Regions from separate parts of the Mus musculus genome. Here all the other regions are linked to region 2. Evidence: chromatin contacts called from public Hi-C and HiChIP or PLAC-seq data. All regions are on one chromosome and are shown on one strand. The core of a region is the stretch at or near the end of the contact, and the rest is flanking DNA. Distances in the headings are between cores, read along the strand shown. Region 1 overlaps Gm29949 (a long non-coding RNA gene). Region 2 holds the start of Dkk2 (dickkopf WNT signaling pathway inhibitor 2). Region 3 overlaps Dkk2 (dickkopf WNT signaling pathway inhibitor 2).

Region 1 (3,007 bases), core at 94-2,593, 56 kb after region 2:
CCTCTGGCAAGGGGCATCATGATGTGCTGCTTCGTGGCAGGCAGCCTGGTGGTGAGAACCATATAAGAGCCAGGGATCCTGTGGCCAAACAGAAAACCAGAGAAAGATTCACGTTTCGGGCCATTCTTTTGTGAAACAACTCATTGTCCTAGAGACTAACCATGGACTTCCAAAGAACTATGTTAATCCTTTTCAAGATCAATACTCCAATTACCAATTACCTCCTAGCGGGTCCATTTCTTAAAGGATCAGCTACCCACCAGAACCAGCTGGTTCCATCCATTCATTTCCTGATCTCAACACACATGCAACTGTCAGATGTGAAACTCCAGGGGCTTTCTAACTTTTACAGCTTATTGTTACTTTCTTGAGTCAAAGGTCTATCAACTCGGATCACTGAGAAACCACTAGGGACCAGATTCTGGGTGAATCTGTGTGCTAGACTCAAGCTGTATCAAAGTCACATCTCATGTTGCACAGAAAATGTATGGAACAAAGCTGGCCGGAAAAGTAGACAATGTCTTGAGCTGTTTTGTCCTTTTGTGCTACCTGTACTTTGTGCATGGCATGTGGTATCTTTGCAGTTTAGTCTGATGATTTTCCATTCATTTCCTGATCTCAACACACATGCAACTGTCAGATGTGAAACTCCAGGGGCTTTAAACTTTTATAGATTATTGTTACTTTCTTGAGTCAAAGGTCTATCAACTCGGATCACTGAGAAACCACTATTTATCTACTCAAAATAAATTCTATTAATTACTATTATTCTTTATTTCCTATTTCTAAACCCATTTCCTTCTTGTGAAAAGTATGTTGCCAGTTCCAACATATCTGCATTTTTCTAGTCACTTTTGATGCACACTGTTGACAAAAGCTTTTGAAAATGAAAACTGCCGGGCGTGGTGGCACACGCCTTTAATCCCAGCACTTGGGAGGCAGAGGCAGGCAGATTTCTGAGTTCGAGGCCAGCCTGGTCTACAAAGTGAGCTTCAGGACAGCCAGGGCTATACAGAGAAACCCTGTCTCGAAAAAACCAAAAAAAAAAAAAAAAAAAAAAAAAACCCAAAAAAAAGAAAAAAAGAAAAAGAAAATGAAAACTGATTCCATTTCTGGTGATGCTTCACCCAGGACATACTTCTAGGAATGTGTGTATGGCGAGGGCACATGTTTGCTTTAAGAATGTATATGTGACCAGATGCAATTTCTCTATCAGGAAATGGCTTTTATTTCTTTACAGTGTGCCCTGACAAACATCCCGACTTTCATTCTTCAGTCCTCACTACTCTGACCAACTGTAGGAACTGAAAATAAGCGCACATTTTCACATCCTCCTTTGTATGTCTTTTCAGGCATATTTGGTAGCTTCATATTAATTGGCATTTCCTTGTTTTGGGTCTCCATTCTGTTCTCTGACATTTGAACACTGAAAAGTTTTCAAAAATTCCACCATTTATTACTTGTGTCAGCTCTATTCAACCTTCCAAGTAGATACAGAAGCATAGAGTCCGTGGAGGAATGTTATAGAGTACACTTCCTAACAGATAATTACTGGGAGTGGAGACCATTCCAAAAACTCTACTTGTTGCTAATAAATGCTTTTGTGAATACAACAGTCAGGGACCCTTGCTTGCCTCTATTAATAAAACATGTAATCGTGTGTACAAAATGACAATCGTATCGCAGACATACACAGGTACCCAGTTGGTTAAATGGTCTAAAAGAATAAGAAATGCAAGGAGCTATGAAGGTAATCCCTCTGTGAAAATGGCACTGTCTTGCAAAGACAATCAGATTCAAAGCTGAATAATCTTCAGAGCACGCTACTATATAAGATCCCAAGTATATGTGTGAGCTTTCTTCTGTAAGTGGGCCGGCCTAGTGGTGTACCTACTCCTTCTTGACCAAACTCATGTTTAGTGCCCAGATCATGATTCTAAAAATTCTAGACCTGATAAGACAATCAGATATGACAATAATGAGCTCATAGAAAAATAAAAAGAAGATGCCTGTGTCTTGTATGTGCCAAACCAGATAATGGGTAGCAAACACTATCCATTAACAGTGCCTCTCTCTGTTTTTGCCTCTGTAACCAGCATACTCATTGTGGTGAATTGAAGGAAAATGCCGCCGCCGCCCCCCCCCCCCATAGACTCATAGGTAGTGGTTCTATTAGGAGGTATAGCCTTGTTGGAGTAGGTGTGGCTTTGTTGAAGAAAGTGTCACTGGGGGCGGGCTTTGAAGTTTCAGATGCTCAAGCCAGGCCCAGTGTCACTCTTTCTTCCTGCTGTCCTTGGATCAGGATGAAGAACTCTCAGGTACTTCTCCAGTAGTGTGAAGTCTGCCTGCAAACTGCGATGCTCCCTGCCGTGATGACAATGGAGAAAACCAAGGAACTATATAAGCCAACCCTAATTAAATATTTTCCTTTATAAGAGTTGCTGTAGCCACAGTGTCTCTTCATAGCAATGGAAATCCTCAGACACTCATTATGTTTTGATTTGCTTTTAACTTTTCCTATGTATCCCAATTACTCATTCCTTCTCAACAAGTCTCTAGAGCACTGCTTCTCTACATGTGGGGTGTGACCCCCTTGGGAGACAAACAATACTTTCAAAGGGGTCCCAAATCCAATAATCTGCATATTAGATATTTATACTAAAATTTATGAGTAGTGAAATTTTATGGCCCTGGGTCCCCACAACATGATGAACTCTATTAAAGGGCTGTAGCACTAGGAAAGTTGAGAACCACTGTTCTAGAGCCTCTGCTTCTTGATGCTTGTGCTGTGACAAGAGCCTCTTTTTGTTCCTCTCTCGCCACCAATGCCACCCTTTTAAGGCATCCGGCAATGCTTCTGAATTAATCTACCAAAGATAATGATTTCCTGTTGCCTCTAAAATGGACTGTGAATATGTAGTAAGCCAGCCATGTAAGTCCCTTAACTTTGTGCCTCTCATGTGCCCTTATTGGCTCACCCGCAACTGCTTTGTAAGATATAGAATCT
Region 2 (3,222 bases), core at 240-2,739:
TGCCTGAGATCCAAATTTTCACTGCACTGTGACATCCCGCGCTGTCACTTATACCAGTTATGAGTTTGGAGCATACACAAACTTTTCATTTGAAGTCAACAGGTCCTATCTTCCAGAGTTGTGAAGATTAAATAAGTGAACACTTAGAATCAAGGCTAGCACATCCCATTTGCTATGTCAGCTCCTGTTCACATCCATTGCAGCCTCCTGTTGGATGGAAGGACCATTCTGGCCCCTTTGCCAAAGAAACGCACTAGATCTTTAAAAGTACTCATGTCTCAACACAAAGATGAGACAGAACTCTAAACCTCCCGCTGTAACCCAGCATCCCAGCGACCAGCAAAACACCCAAGTCCTGGTACCCCTGCAGACCCAGCTTCAGCAACCCCCTCCCAAATAGCCAGAAGCGCCACACCTGGCTTGGGCAAGGCTTTGACTTTTGCAGGGCTCAAAGGCAAGCTGCAGATGCAAAAGCTCTGATCCCTACCTCTCCTGGCTGAAGAGTGTGTTTGGGGGGGTTTCCTACCTGCCCCAGGCTTTTGCCCTTCTTACTGCCGCCGAAAGCCAGTCCTTGGTTCATGCCTGCAGATCGGTTGGCTGACTGAGCAGGAGTCTCCCCTCCTAGAGAGGACTTGATGGAGTTGAGTTTGGCCCGCGAGCTGCCTAGCTGTGAGCTCTCCACCATCAGCACCGCGGCCAGTAGGAGAAGGCAGCGGGATGAATCCTTGACCCGCATCAGCGCGGCCATCTCCGGGTAAGGGGTTCCCGGAGTTGGGTGGAGCCCTGAAAAGATGGGAATGCCAGGGGAGTGAGGACGCCCGCCGACACTCAACCCCTCACGTGGGGCGCGTGGGCTCCTCACAGACACAGTTCCCCCAACCCTTCCTGGATCAGACACTCGGGACTCTTAAGAACTTAGTCTCAAGCCTCAAGCCTGGAGCAAACGCGACCCCAGCGAGACCCGCTCCTCTGACGGGCAGGAAGTTCTGCAGTCCCTGGAAGCAATCAAAGGCCAGACGCCTTCTCGCCAAGGAGGCGTGACCCAAGGTGCTGTTAGACCCAGCCCTGCAGATCGCCCTGCCGGCTTCGTTTGGTGTTCAGCACCTTTGCGCTTTTGCACGATTTTCCGCGGTGATGGAATCCTCCCTTAACCGCGCACAGGGTTCTCCCCAGCTGCTGCTTCTTTTTCTTTTTCTTCCTTTCTTTTCTCTTGTTTCCCCCGGCTCCTCTGCTCCTCTGTCCTCTCCTGTGCTTTAGCTCTCAACCTTTGCACCACTCAAGTCCCTCTTTTCCAGGTCCGCGGGGTTTGTGACTGGTGATCAGAGTCTCCCCCAACCCCTCCACCGGACTCTGGAGAGCTGAGGCGAGCGGAGGTCCCAGCAAGCGCACTCCCACTGGTGCGGTTAGGAGTTGTCCCTTGGTTCACACGGGGCCACTAAGCCCTGCCAGCGAAGCAGTGATGCGCTGCGCGGAGGGCCAGTGCTCTCTTGCTGCTCTCCCCCGCCCTCTTAGCTTTTTATAGCTTTCCTCAGTGGGTTTTCCTCCGCCCCCAATTCAAGAGTGACAAAGAGTGAAAACGTTTCTCTCCCCCACCCCACGCTCCCGCTTGCCTCCCCTTCCCCCAGCAGGCGCTCTTTCTGAGGCTGTCTCTCCTGCCTCTCACCTTTCCTACCCTCCCATCCCTCCTTCACTCTACAACTAAAAACTTGGGGTTCACCTCCAGAAGAACACGGGAAAGCTCTTCCTGGACGATCACAGCTCCGAGAGTGAATGGGAGTTTGGAAACAGGCAGAAATGAAGAGGAAAAGTTGTCCCTATTTGTGGTGACTGCCACTAACCATGGCTTCTTACTTCTCCCACCCAGCTTCAGCCTCCAGCTAGGAGCGCTGGAAAAGCTCTGGAGAACATCTGCAAGTTAACTTGGTGGACTGTGTACAGCCCAGTTAGATTTTAGCCTGAGCCTCTCGGTTAATGTGCTGTGTGAGACTGTCTGGCTGTAGGTGCTTTATGGGGTTCCGCTTCGAATAGGGGGGGGGAGATGAACAAAGGGGGAGGCAAGAGGACTAAAGGAAGAGGGGCGAAAAGACCAAAGAAAGAGGAGGGGGAATAAGGGACCATTCTTCCCCCGTTGAAGTGCTTGAATCTTTCTGTTTTCCTCATCCCTCGCCCAACCCGATATACACATTACACTTTAATCCAAACAAGGAGTGAGGAAGGGGATAATGACCCGACTTGTGCTACCTCAAGGCTTGATGAGGCACTTTTAGGGTGCCAACGCGTCCTCTGCAAAGAGGAAATCCCAGGCAAGAATAAAAAGCCTGATGGGGAACCGGGTGGGTGGTGAAGTGGGCCAGAAACTTCTGGTCCTGCCTCTTGAGCGCTGCCCCGCTCGTTCCCCCACCCCCACTCCCACCCCTCCCCCGCCCGGAGGCCTTGGCTAGCCTTTCAAGTCAGTCTTTGAGGCTCGGAGTTCTCTGCACTGTTCCACAGAGGCAGAGGGCCACCGAGCGAACCACTCTGACGCGCTGACTGGCTTGCAGCACTTGGGGGCGCCAGTAGCAGCAATCAGCCAGGAGCACAAACACTGCAGGAGACAAGCTTTGCCAGCAAGCTCTGGGTTAGGAGAGGTTTGGTCACCCAGGAGACCAGGAGCAAAGGTTGCTGCTTGTGTCTTTAGCAGTTCAGTCATGCAATCCCTAGCAGTGTCCTTGAGCCAAAATGGAGTCAGACAGAGGTCGTCCGCTGTGATGAACTGACTCCAGTAGCACACTCTAGAATTTTGAGGTTTAGGTCTCCTCTTTCACACCTAATTCTGGCATATACCAACCTGTCCAGGACTCTAATTTAACGCTAAGGGGAAGGGGGTAAGGGTAAGGACGTTAATATTTTCCACCAAGCACGCCAAGACTTAAGGTGTGCATCAAGAGCTGGGAGGTCCTGGGCAGAGTCGGTTATTCACTTTCCTGACCTGTGAGTCAGCCTGTCCAGAAATTTTCATATACACAATGCACACAATGCCTTGAGGTTTTTTTTTTTTTTTAAATACACAACCAACTAGAAAATAAAAACACGTTTTCTCCAGATTGGCCTATTGCCTTAAAGTAAAACAAATGTGCTGATTGATTATTGATTGATTGATTGATTGATCGATTGATTTACTTTTTGATTTATTCTTGAGGACATATACTAGTTACATTGCCCAAACTTAGGCTCCAAGCTAGT
Region 3 (2,993 bases), core at 453-2,952, 37 kb before region 2:
ATAAGAGTAATATTTCTAATATCCTTTCCTAGGGTATTTATTTTCTTGAGAATTTAATCAGAACTTAAAGTGGATAGTATGCTCACCAACCTTTTTCCCTGTGGACAGTATAAGAATGGCATGGATTTGAGCACAGAAGTTCAATTTGAGCTGTATTATAAAGAATCACAAATTGAATATGAGAATAATGAAATATCTTCGAAATTTCACCAATGGCTCATTTGTTGTCCTTTTCTCTTTTTTGTTTTGTTTTCAGATTAAATTTTCAGTAGATGTTCTGTTGCTTCATGAAAATAAAAATTCAGAAATAAAATTCAACAAAATGAATATACCCAGTTTTTCAATAATGTACCAGTGAGAACAAACCAGTCTTGTGTGCAGAATGAGGTCATAGTTTAATTTTATTGAGCATGTAAATAGTAATCCTAAATTTTAATTATATGATATTAAGAGATCGTAAGGGGTGAAATTGTCATGAAGTTTTTAAAAGATTCTTTTCCATTCAAGTGTGTTTGGGAGGAGTCGGTATGCACATGACTGTGAGTGCAGAGGCTGGGGCATTGCTTCTTCCAGAGCTATGCTTTCAGAGTGTTGGAAGATGACTGATATAGGGTCCCATCAAACTTGGGTTCTCACTGCAAAATCAATATGCTCTTTTACCTGGGCCATATTTTCGGTCCATGATTTATTTTATTTAAGTCTGTTTTGAAAGGGTTTCATTTGTCATGAAAACCAAGGACAGTGCATATGTATTGATGTCTATTTGCCTTTTTTTTTATTTGAAGTCATGGACTGTCCCATATATGTAATATGTGTAATTCAGTCTAAAATTGTATAAGGTTTAATCTATGCAAGAATATACAGCTCAAAGGGAAAAATGGTACACACTGTGAGATTCCAAATGCCAACTCAGGATTCCATCTATTTCCAGGAAGGTAGCCAAACCCTTCTAGTAGACAGACAGAAGACTCTGAGCTCAGTGTGCTGTGTGGAAACGTTGCTATATGAAACCCCTTTGATCTTAGAGTTCTAAGGTAAACTCTATGACATCACATAGATTTTTCAATTTGACAGACCTTGGAAGTTACAGGCACTCTGGTCCCTAGACATCAAAGAGAGGGTAAAATGTGGTGATTAACCTCATGTACAAAATTGCAGGGTCATGCCACGGAGGCAGCTTTCCACAATTCCTTTGGTGACCTGCTTTCTTGCTTAAGCAGTAAGATGAAATAGCTGCCTGAGATTGGCTCTCTCCCTCCTCGGATTTGTTTTCAGGCTCTGGAAAGCGTCTGTTCTATACTGAGCTTAGACCATCTCTGCAGGGTTAAAGGTAACTCAGAAAACCAAATTTTCATTTTGCCCAAAGTAAATGATTGAAAGTCATTGATGAAATGAGTGGAAGCAATAACTTTTCCCCCAATATTTTACACACTGCTGGATCTTTCTATGAGTAAAAACATCCTATTGGTTTCCACAGAATCCATGATATTTACAAATTTTATGCATATGCAAACTTGAAGATTGAATATTTATAATGCCCACCACTGGTCTTGGTTCTTCTAGCTGTAGAGATTATTCTGTAGACTATTTTATAACTATTCCAACCATCCTTATAAAGCAAAGCAAAGCCCTTTCCATAACCTTAGCACCCAACACAAGCACGCAACAGATAGCAGACTCTCAGTAAATGTTTACTCAGTGAGTAAGTGCTGGGTGACTGGTTGCTTCCCATCAAGACTTTATTACTGCCAGACATTCTTTCCTGTTTAAAAGATTCAATTGTTTGTACATCCTGTGAAATGATTTTTGACTCCTTATTAACTGAGTTATGTATGTGACTGTAGAATAAAGACCAATGAGATACATAAATAGATAAAATCCCTCACCAAATGTAGGAGAGCATCAACAAAATCATTTGGAGCCAAACAGCTATGTGGATGCCTAAGAGATGCATTTACAAATTTCCCTGGAGTTCAACGCGTCTTTTAACCCAGGCAGATGAAAACTTCTTTACAGTCTCATCTGAAAAAGAAATTAATGGGGAGAGGAGCATATAAAGTCCACAGCCAACATCAGCCATGATAAAGTTTGTGGTAACCTAAATCTAACTTCTATTCTCAACAATCTCCAAGACTCCAGGTATCCTGAAATACATGTGTGGGCCCACGATTATGAATGAAATGAGTCACTCCACCATGTTTTAATAGGCTTCCACTTGCCTTTCTTGTTTTAAATAGCTTCTTCCTTTTTTCCTTTTTGGTCTACCAAATTGCATCTGACTAAATGTACCTAGTTAATGAGCGTCTATTCCATTAGAGTGTAATCCTACCCAGCTATTGTTTTCTTCTGGAGGATGTAATGGAGAGAACGTGCAGGTGCTTAGCAGCAGGCTCCCATTTCTAGAGTTACAGTCTTAAAGCTGTCAGAACTGCTCAGGAACAAGGAAGAGCCAGAGCTCGCCAGGCAAATGAAATGCCCGCTTGGTGAATATTTAAATCGGAGGCTGGAGAATAATGAACAACTGGCAAGAGAGGGCAGAAACTATCCACAGAGAAACTTTCTCTTTTCTTCTCTGATGACCAGACTCTCGGTCCACAAAATAAGTGGCCCGTGTTCTAATATATTTTTGAAGGCACCGTATTTGAAATTTGTTTGGTTTCAACTTTGAAAAGTGGCATATGCTTGGTGACATGGTGGAGTTGGCACTGTCTTAATGTGAGTTGATTTAACAAGAAAAATCACAAGTGTACATGCTGCACGAGTGGGCCAGCCCGTGTGCCCATGACGAGAGGAAAAAGGAGAGACCACGAGAGCGAGGAAAGAGATCTTCCAAAAGGGAGAAAGGGACGAACAAGATAGGATCATGGAATTCGTGGTGTATGAGCAAAAGATAAGAAAGAACTACTTGGGTTGAGAAAGGAACCCAGCAAGATAGCAACAGGGGAAGGGGAGAGCAACAGAGAGGGAGACATGTAAGAACAATCTGTGAAGGC

The links. A called contact is a pair of places that touch in the nucleus more often than the background predicts. HiChIP or PLAC-seq counts read pairs in DNA pulled down with a chosen protein or histone mark.
Region 1: a contact with region 2 is called in a Hi-C map of bone marrow-derived dendritic cells, with 2.9 times the contacts expected there. The contact joins the enhancer-like site here to the promoter of Dkk2 in region 2. A contact is called at or near these places in 5 of 484 Hi-C or Micro-C datasets (bone marrow-derived dendritic cells, bone marrow-derived macrophages, conventional dendritic cells and 2 more), 1 of 115 datasets of contacts at active chromatin or transcription factors (bone marrow-derived dendritic cells) and 1 of 9 other capture datasets (adipose tissue).
Region 3: an HNF4G HiChIP or PLAC-seq map of pancreatic cancer cells shows a contact between it and region 2. The contact joins the enhancer-like site here to the promoter of Dkk2 in region 2. A contact is called at or near these places in 1 of 39 promoter capture datasets (macrophages), 1 of 484 Hi-C or Micro-C datasets (bone marrow-derived macrophages) and 3 of 115 datasets of contacts at active chromatin or transcription factors (bone marrow-derived dendritic cells, embryonic fibroblasts and pancreatic cancer cells).

What each region holds. Positions count from the first base shown.
Region 1 is chr3:132,027,612-132,030,618 of GRCm38.p6, reverse strand. It overlaps Gm29949 (a long non-coding RNA gene), which reads right to left. Exons shown (of 5, transcript XR_376091.2): 2 at 1-78. Among named protein-coding and RNA genes, the nearest start is that of Gm29949, 22 kb to the right of the region's middle. Within about 2 kb of position 1,343, at least 11 of the 459 cell types and tissues checked have an H3K27ac peak or open chromatin away from gene starts, as enhancers often do. A contact at or near this core is called in bone marrow-derived dendritic cells and bone marrow-derived macrophages, where this site is marked.
Region 2 is chr3:132,083,559-132,086,780 of GRCm38.p6, reverse strand. Dkk2 (dickkopf WNT signaling pathway inhibitor 2) reads right to left here and starts at 1,489. Exons shown (of 4, transcript NM_020265.4): 1 at 527-1,489. The coding sequence starts at 748.
Region 3 is chr3:132,120,935-132,123,927 of GRCm38.p6, reverse strand. The region is part of intron 1 of Dkk2 (dickkopf WNT signaling pathway inhibitor 2); the gene reads right to left. Among named protein-coding and RNA genes, the nearest start is that of Dkk2, 37 kb to the right of the region's middle. Within about 2 kb of position 1,702, at least 14 of the 459 cell types and tissues checked have an H3K27ac peak or open chromatin away from gene starts, as enhancers often do. A contact at or near this core is called in pancreatic cancer cells, where this site is marked.